3 separate regions of the Mus musculus genome follow, and all the other regions are linked to region 2. A link is a contact called in public HiChIP or PLAC-seq and promoter capture Hi-C data. All regions are on one chromosome and are shown on one strand. Each heading gives the region's core, a stretch centred on a gene start, on an enhancer-like site or on the middle of the called end of the contact. The rest is flanking DNA. Distances are from core to core; before and after follow the strand shown.

What was found. Promoter capture Hi-C pulls out the DNA fragments that hold promoters and counts their contacts. HiChIP or PLAC-seq counts read pairs in DNA pulled down with a chosen protein or histone mark.
Region 1: a promoter capture Hi-C map of the 3T3-L1 cell line shows a contact between it and region 2, with 11 times the contacts expected there. The contact joins the enhancer-like site here to the promoter of Jag1 in region 2. A contact is called at or near these places in 8 of 39 promoter capture datasets (the 3T3-L1 cell line, 3T3-L1-derived adipocytes, cranial neural crest and 3 more), 2 of 15 datasets of contacts at CTCF or cohesin (both in the NIH/3T3 cell line), 4 of 484 Hi-C or Micro-C datasets (the 3T3-L1 cell line, the N1E-115 cell line, nephron progenitors and 1 more), 7 of 115 datasets of contacts at active chromatin or transcription factors (craniofacial prominence, embryonic limb bud, embryonic stem cells and 3 more) and 1 of 9 other capture datasets (adipose tissue).
Region 3: a contact with region 2 is called in an H3K27ac HiChIP or PLAC-seq map of neural progenitor cells, with 5 times the contacts expected there. The contact joins the enhancer-like site here to the promoter of Jag1 in region 2. A contact is called at or near these places in 11 of 39 promoter capture datasets (the 3T3-L1 cell line, 3T3-L1-derived adipocytes, the HPC-7 cell line and 7 more), 1 of 15 datasets of contacts at CTCF or cohesin (the NIH/3T3 cell line), 4 of 484 Hi-C or Micro-C datasets (the 3T3-L1 cell line, MC3T3-E1-derived osteoblasts, embryonic fibroblasts and 1 more), 9 of 115 datasets of contacts at active chromatin or transcription factors (craniofacial prominence, embryonic forebrain, embryonic hindbrain and 6 more) and 1 of 9 other capture datasets (adipose tissue).

Annotation. Positions count from the first base shown.
Region 1 is chr2:137,374,019-137,376,718 of GRCm38.p6, forward strand. No RefSeq gene overlaps it. Among named protein-coding and RNA genes, the nearest start is that of Gm14055, 88 kb to the left of the region's middle. Within about 2 kb of position 1,418, at least 11 of the 459 cell types and tissues checked have an H3K27ac peak or open chromatin away from gene starts, as enhancers often do.
Region 2 is chr2:137,115,207-137,117,906 of GRCm38.p6, forward strand. Jag1 (jagged 1) reads right to left here and starts at 1,314. Exons shown (of 26, transcript NM_013822.5): 1 at 971-1,314; 2 at 198-503. The coding sequence starts at 1,051.
Region 3 is chr2:137,456,239-137,458,973 of GRCm38.p6, forward strand. No RefSeq gene overlaps it. Among named protein-coding and RNA genes, the nearest start is that of Gm14055, 170 kb to the left of the region's middle. Within about 2 kb of position 1,318, at least 19 of the 459 cell types and tissues checked have an H3K27ac peak or open chromatin away from gene starts, as enhancers often do. A contact at or near this core is called in neural progenitor cells and neural stem cells, where this site is marked.

The sequences.
Region 1 (2,700 bases), core at 168-2,667, 260 kb after region 2:
CGAATAAGCATCTATGAGCTATCCAGGCCATCACAATAGAAATGGTTTACAGTTGGTTTTCTGTATCCATAGGTTCTGTATCAACAGAGTTAGTCCTCCAACTGGAGACAAAGATAAAGTCACATCTATATTGAACACAAGCAGACTGAATCTTGTTATTAGTCTTTAACAGTAGAATATAGAAATTGTGCATGTAACACTTTCATTGTGTTAGGCATTATTAATAATCTAGAGATTGTTATATAAAGCAGAGTGGAGCAGGCAGTGTGCAGTGATCACACGTTTTTTTGCCTAGAAAGGAACTGAGCATTGATCATTCATGGATCTCTTATTCTCATGAGTTTCAGAACCAGTGTCCTGGTACTAAGGTGTGCCTGGTTTTGCATCCCACTTCTTGTTTTATTTTTATCTTATTTGGGGATTTTTTAAACATAGGTTCTCATGTAGCTGAAGCTACCCTATGTTGCCATGAATAGCATTGAATTCCTGCCTCCACCTCCCAAATACTGACATTACAAGTACCTCAAAGAATCCTTATAAAATAGACTGACTCAAAATTTCTCTTCCCCTAAGTTGCCTATGGAATGGGCATTTCTCTGAAACATGCAAACTTTTAAGGACAAACGGCATTGTTCTGGTCATAACTGGTAGGACACGTGCACATATGCTATACTACTAAAAATAAAGAGAGAAGGTAAAATGGAAAAACAAAATAGAATTTATTAGGAGCTCATGATAAAACATAGAAATAAAACTCAGTTTTTTTCCTCTTTCAGTTATCAAAGAGTTATTGAAAAACTAATGACTTAATGTAGTAGTAGTAAAACATGTATGCCCGAGACACACATACATCATCTCCCTTTGCTCACCCACATGATGCATGTGGCTGCTGACTGTGTAAGAGAGGCAGGGATGCCATATTTACCAAGATCACACAGAGCCTGCTGTTTCAGATGATCTGAAATTTTTCAGTGATCACACACATAGATCTGAGAGACCCAAAGGCACACAGCTCTGGCTTTAGAACCCAGCTCCACTTACCATCTGTCTGTTAGCACCACGAATCTTGGCTGAGAAGGATGCTTTGCAGATCTGGGAATTCCATTCCCCCCCTTTTTCCCCCAAGCACCTAGGGATGGGGCTTTCCAGAGGATTAATGGAACCTAAGAGAAATAATGCTTCTCCCCTCTCATATTTGGGGCAATAAGAAGGGTGGTTTTTAATTTAATGTTAGCTGTGGGGTCTTTGTATGCCTGTAATTCCATGGTAGAGATGTCAGTCACACACCTTCTATTATGACAATTCAAGTAGATGCTCAAGAAATTCCACATTCAAATAGGGCCACTGTTGAAGCCAGTGGTGGTGGGTGTGGGGAGAAGAAAACTGTATTTTTTCTGGCGAGTGCAGCATTTCTAGATGTTCATCAAGTTGTTAAAAAATGTGAAATGATGACTCATTTGGGAGCTCCTCCCAGCCCCTCTCCCTGTCCCAATTTGCCTGCGGGTTGAAGGAATGTATACTGACTTGAGTTAAAGATGAAACTTGTGGTTTCCATTATAGTCTGTAAACACCGATTGCTGAGAGCCTCCAGCGTACTATCATCTCCAGCCCCACACATGCTTTATATACAATCCATCTTGGAAAAGAGCTTGGGAGAGCACTGTGTTTACTACTCCAGAACAACCCAACAAATGAGGAGGGGTGGTTTAATCTGCTTTGGGGGTCGATTCACAGCAAAGTGGAGGACCTTTCAGATGTCATTAAAGCCAACGCACCAAGAGAGAAACCAAGGCCAATTCTTAGGAAAGAAAAGTCCTTTTTGGTACCTGAAGTTGTCCCTGGCCACCCTTCCCTCCACAACAGAGATCTCTAAAAGAACTTTTTCTCAGGCTCACCAAAGTGCTTTTAGTTTCCACTTAAACTTTATGCATAATTCTTACCCTTATTAGAAATGGGGAAGGGTGTGTTGCCATTTTGGTTTAAGATAGTTTTATCGATGTAGAGTACAAGTTATTCTAAAGATTATTCTGATAATACACAATACATTTAAAGATCACTCAGAGAAGGAGTGTACAGAGTATCCAGGGTTTGTCTGCCATCCCGATCATGACTAGTAAGAAGAACGAAGCCCATCCTACTTCCTTCAGGAAGCAAGAATCCTGCCTGTAGAATGGATGGAAGAGTTTAGGCTATACATTCATTCTGTTTGGATTTGTTTTTCTGGACTTGATATTTCCTGGCACTGTGACCTGGGGCACTTTGATTTATGATTTAATATGGCTAAGAATAATTTGGGGGTTGTCTTTGGATTGTGACTCAGCAGGTAAGGGTAGGGTGAGAGACTCTGCCGGTGCAGGTCATCCTCAAACCTCACTGAGTAGACCTTTGAAGAGTTACACACCAAGGATAGCCTCAGTTTCCTCTTCTGTCAGTAAGCTTAGAATGATGCCAACCTTCTGGGATTAACTGTGGAACTCAAGGCACTTGTTGGTATGGGCCCTAGCCCAGCAATGACAATGGTGGAGCTGAACTTGATCCTCTAATAATAGCAACATAAGTCATCTGAGGGAGGACCTGGTTTTTGATCCTGGTTCTGTAGGTAAAGAGACCAAAGTGTGTGTATTGCTCAGGAAGCTACCATGAGGTAGCATCTGATGTTAGAAATAGAGATGTAGTGGATAGGGTCATACCTGGGGTGGG
Region 2 (2,700 bases), core at 64-2,563:
GCGCTAAGCAGACACCACCCAGAATGGAAGACCCGCCCGTCTCATCTTGTCCAGGTCCAGCTGTAGTCTGGACTCTCAAACTTGCCACCCCCAAAGCCTCTCAACTTAGTGCCAAGTTTCAAGTGGCATTAAATCCTTCTCAAGGCAATATAGGGCTCGGCCCCGCGTTCGACTCTGTCGGTGTGTCGCTCACTCACCGGCCAGGCGAAACTGAAAGGCAGTACGATGCGATTACGGTCGTTGCCACGGCTGGCCTTGAGATTGAAGGTGTTACCCCCGATGACAGGCGTAGACCCTGAGCCGAAGCTGCAGGGTCCCCCGGCAGTGACGCGGGACTGATACTCCTTGAGGCACACTTTGAAGTACGTATCACACTCGTCGCGGGTGCACTTGCGGTCGCCAGGGTTCCGGACTCCACCACAACAGTTCCCATTCTGTAGCTCTCCATTCACGTTCTGCATGGACAGGATCTCCAGCTCAAACTGACCCGAGGCCCCGCACACCTGCCAGCGAGGAAGGAAGGTCAACGCATGAGAAAGTTTTCTCTGAAGGTGGAGGTGGAGACTCCTTGACACCCCCCACCCCCAATACACACACCCCAGGCTGCCAAAGATCCTCGGTGGCAAGTGAAAATAATTTTGCAAAAACTAGGTTTAGGGCTCAACCTGGTTTGGGGGCATAAAAAACACAAGTGCGGGAAAACTAAGACAAGTGCCCCGAAGGACCGTGAGAACGTAATGATCGCATTTTGCCCAGCCTGGAGGAGTTTATCTTTCGAGGCCAGGGGCTCCCCTCTGGGGAACCAGCGTTCCCTCACCGGGTGCTGCCTCTCGGGTGAAAAGTCAGGGTCAGGGAGCCTTGTACTCAAGGGCTCCGGAACTTGCACTGGGAGCCACAGCCGCTCCCGTCCAGAACGCCACGAGGGAAGGGAGAGGACCGCGGGGAGCAAGAGCGGGAGAGAGACTCCTACCTTGGCTCGCAGGGCACAGAGCAGGGCGAGCAGAAGACTCAGGGGGCGCCCGGGCCGGCCGCGCGTCCGTGGGGACCGCATCGCTGCGCCGCGCGCCACGGGCACTCCGGACGCCGCCGCCGCTGCTAGCGCTGGTGCTCCCGCCGAGGCTGCCGTCGTCGCTGCCCCCGCGGCCGCCGCGTCCCGGCTCTAATATACTCCGTGGATTGGAGCATGCACGACTGGAAAACAACACTACTTTTCAAAAGCCCTTTCAAGAGCCGCGCGTTCCAGAAGGCAAAGAGCCCGGCCTCCTTTTATTATTCTGATCGCTTCTTTGAGGCGCTCCCCCCTCTTCCACCTCTCGGCTTTCTTTCCTTCTCTCGCGCTCCCCTTCTTTTATTATTATGATTATGCGCAGCCTTTTATTCCCTTTCAGATCAGCTGCATGAAACGCGGGGAGGGAGGGGAGGAAAAAAAAAAAAAAAACCTGAGCCTAGCTCGCCGGCCGGCTGCAGGTAACACAATGACGCGTGCCCGCCTGGCTCTCGAAGGGACCCGGAGCGCCGGTCTGGGAGCCGGGACTCCGGCTGGCCACCTCTTCTCAACACGCGGAACAAGGCGCATGCGCGATTGTTAATATTCATAAGGGGCGTGCCATCTATTGGGCACGCCCCTTTCCTCCGGGTTGTTGGGGAGGGGAGAAATTGAGAAGGGGTTGGAAGTTGCGGGACGGACCGGGTGGCATGGCCGCCCGAGGGGCCCCCACACGCAGATCAGTGTCCCGGGGAGCCCGGGCCAGGAGAAAGGAACCTGGAAGGACCGTGGAGGAGCCCATGGCTCTGAGAAGCCCAGAGCGCCTCCGCTGGACCGCCCCCTCGGTGCACGGCCTGGGCTCCCTTGCAAGCCCCAGGTGTAGGCGCCGCGGTACGGCCGGAGCAGTTGGGGCGGGCGGCTTCCGCCTTCGGAGCCGCCTGCGTCAGCTGCGGCTTTTGCCCCGGGGAGGAGGGCCTGCCCGCCGGGAACCCGGGCCGCTCCCAGCAAGCGAGCCCAGAGCCCTGTGCTGGCGGCGGCGAGACTGGCGCGCTCGCCGCCGTCTCCTCGCCCCGCAGAGGCGACCTGGGCAGACTCTGCTGGGAACTTTGAAAAACTTTCCCGGAGTCAGACTTGCCGCAAACTCGAGGGAAAGCCTCGGCCGCGCGCCATCCCTTCCCAAATCCATGTCCGTGGAGCCTCGGAGGGGCTCCCAGCGTCCTTTCCAGACCGCGCCGGGGCAGAGGCGTGGGGGAAGCAGGGGGAGTGGCCGGCGGGCACCCGGGGGCTCAGCCCGGACTTCGGGAAGGGCTTTCTGAGACGCCGAGGGCTCCGCCAGCCTCCAGCCCGGGCGCAGTGGCGGGACTGCACCTGTAGGCGGCCTCCGCGCTGCTCTCTGGGTGGCGAGACGCGGCCTGAAAAGAACCTAACCGCTGTCGTGGTCCACAGAACTTGGCTTCTCCTGGGTGGTGGTGGAAACCGATGCCATTTTCCACCTTGAGGCAGGCCTCGCAATTAGCAGCGACACTCCTGGTCATAATCAAGGTCAAAGGGAACCCAAAGGCTGGCTGAAGTCTCTGCCAGCTCCACTCCAGGCGGGTTTAAACGGAGCTCTTTAGGAAAACAGATTTCCATTAAAGGACGAAAAGGGTTTCTTAACTTGCGTTGAGCCTGTCCTGAAGAAAAGCTCTGATTTTTCCGAGATTGCTTTAGCGCCT
Region 3 (2,735 bases), core at 68-2,567, 340 kb after region 2:
CATAAAGAGGGACAGTGAGCTTCTTAGGGTGGTAGATATTGATACCCACATAAATGTTCTTTCACCTTAAGCTTCTTGAGAAATGATCCCCGAGGAACCCCAAGCCAATCCCCCAAGACAATTCGTTAGAATCATGTACATGTATGTACTAGCCAGCTGACAGCTGCACATATTGGCAATAACCTATGTGTTATTGGTTTCATACCATTTCTGTGGAATTGGCCTTCACCCTGCAAAGAGTGTATCTGATCATTTCAGCCGTAAGTAGGTATTTCCTCTATGTGTGCTGCATGACATTTGAAGCCGGAATTGGCTTTTCCCTTTGAAACATCCTTCAGATTGCATAATTTGCTCAAAGGAAAGAGGAGACAGGGGCATAAACCAAGCAAGGATCTGGACCATTTCATTCTCACCTACTGAAAGCACCCTGTTTGTTGTAGAAAAACTTTCAGGACGGACTCAATTAAGCCAAGACAGTTTGATTTAACTTGTTTTTTAATTTTAACTGATTATTTTTCCTGGCATGAAGCCATCTGGAACTTCATTTATGTATGTTTTTCCAGATAATCTCCATCCACATTAATAGTTTTCTAAGTGATATTCAGAATAGTAAAGTGGGCATTTCTGTTCTCTTTCTTGACACAATTTAGTATGGAGGTTGAAAAGAATTCTCTTGGTGGATTGTGGGGAAGGGCTTCAAGTCCTTGCTACAGATCTGCTAACTCTTTCCAGAGGTCACAGTTGCTTCCTAAAGAACTAGTTGCTCCAACAATGGTATACCGTATCTGTACATTCAGAATGGATCTTCCTGACACTTAAGAAACAAGGGCATCATAAACTTTATATATTATGTGATAGGTATGTATAATGCATGCACACCCCAAACGTCATACCTAGCTAACTTGAATACAACAGTTACATAAGCCTATAGTTATAGGCTATAGCTTATAGTAAAGCTTGATTGTTAGCCTATTGTATTCTATAGTGCTGAATATCTTGTGTAATTTATTGTCTACTGTACTGAGAGTATAAAGACAGAGAGAGCAGTTGTATCAGCATTCTTTCCCACTATCATGCGGGTGAAAGTGCCACAGTGTGTTGGAGACTGTAATTCATTCTTTGCATCAAGAAGGGCTAAAGGATGAAAGGGTTAATGTTAAAGGAAACAAACAGCATTTTCCTCTTTTACAATGGTCTGAAAAGTGTAGTCCTAGAGTAGCAATATCAGCATTGTTAAGACCTTCTCTCAGGGGCTAGGCAGATGGCTAAGTGGGTAAGGGCATTGACATTGCAAACATTAGGGATTCAGTTTGAATCTCCAGCAACCTCATACAAAACAATGCATGGCTGTATGTCCCTGTAACCCCAGCAACCGTATATCCCACGAGTTTGCTGGTCAGCCAGCCAAGCTGAAATAGTGAGCCTGTCTCAGTTAGAATCTTACCAATAAGACAGAAAGCTACAGAGGAAGACACCAACATTGTGCTCTGGCCTCTCTGTAGCTTCATAAGCCACATACATTTGCAGACTTTCGTGCATCACACAAATACAGCATGGCGTGTGCACACATATAAACACAGCCATGCACACATGAACAATATATATATATACACACACAGCTATTAAAATTTTTCTTTCAGACTCAAAGCTATTGTGAAACTGGTCCCAGAAATTTGTGTTTTAATAAGCCTTCCAGGTAGGAATGAAACAGGCTACGGGACCGACTCCAATCTGTATTACTTTTACCAGCCTTAAATATTAAAACCGTAAACATTGAAATTATACAGTTATTTTTTTTCCATGCCATTTGCCTTTCCCCCTGCTTTTTTGTGGTGGCGGCAATTTGTACTGCAAGTAAGATGACAGGAGTAAAATAAACACACAAAATATCAACTGGAACTTTCTTAAGCCAGCCCCTTTTCTCCAGGAAGACAGACAGAGGAGCTGCTATGTGAAGTATATTGAATATCTATCCATTCACCTTGTATACACTAAAAAAGATGACTAAGTCTTTAATCATAGGTCTGTGGCTTTCATGCCTTCTCCATTGGCTTTTACTGTTGATTGAATAAAGTTTCTTGCTGTCTTTTTTTTTTTCTTTCTTTCCACTTTTTTCTCTTTCTTCCTTTCTTTTTGCCCCCACCCGTTTTGGGGCATAGTTCCTTCACAACAGTGTTTGCTCCCTCACTTCTGATTCTTTCTAGAAACTTCTCTCAGGGTGCTTCATCAGCTTTATTATGAGTCTTTTCATTTATGGCAAAACAAAGTTCCAGTTACAACAGACAAGGATAGAATTCAAAGAAAACTGTCCCCCTGTTGATATGTCAACAATGGGGGCTCTTACACAGCTTGAATACTGCAGGACAAATGCAGGATGGAAGGGCTTTTGCTCTGATAGGCTTCACTGATGAGTGAGGTTGAAGGAGTCAGGAGAAATCACATGTATTTTGAGACGAAGGTACTAGTTTTATCAGAAATAGCCACTCTGTAATGCAGTAACAAACATAAATACCCAAACTTAGGTCTCAATCTGCATTATGACAAGGAAACCATATAAGACCTTGGATACCTTCAGGAAAGGATTGCACATCAGTCAACCAGCACTGGTTCCATACCAAAACTTATATTCTCTCCATAACTTTTCCTTCTGCTGTCTTCAGAGCCATAAGGAGAATGGCAGCAGTACTGGTTGAAGCCTTGTGATGTGTGGGGCTGGAGTACCAGAGCCCTCTATC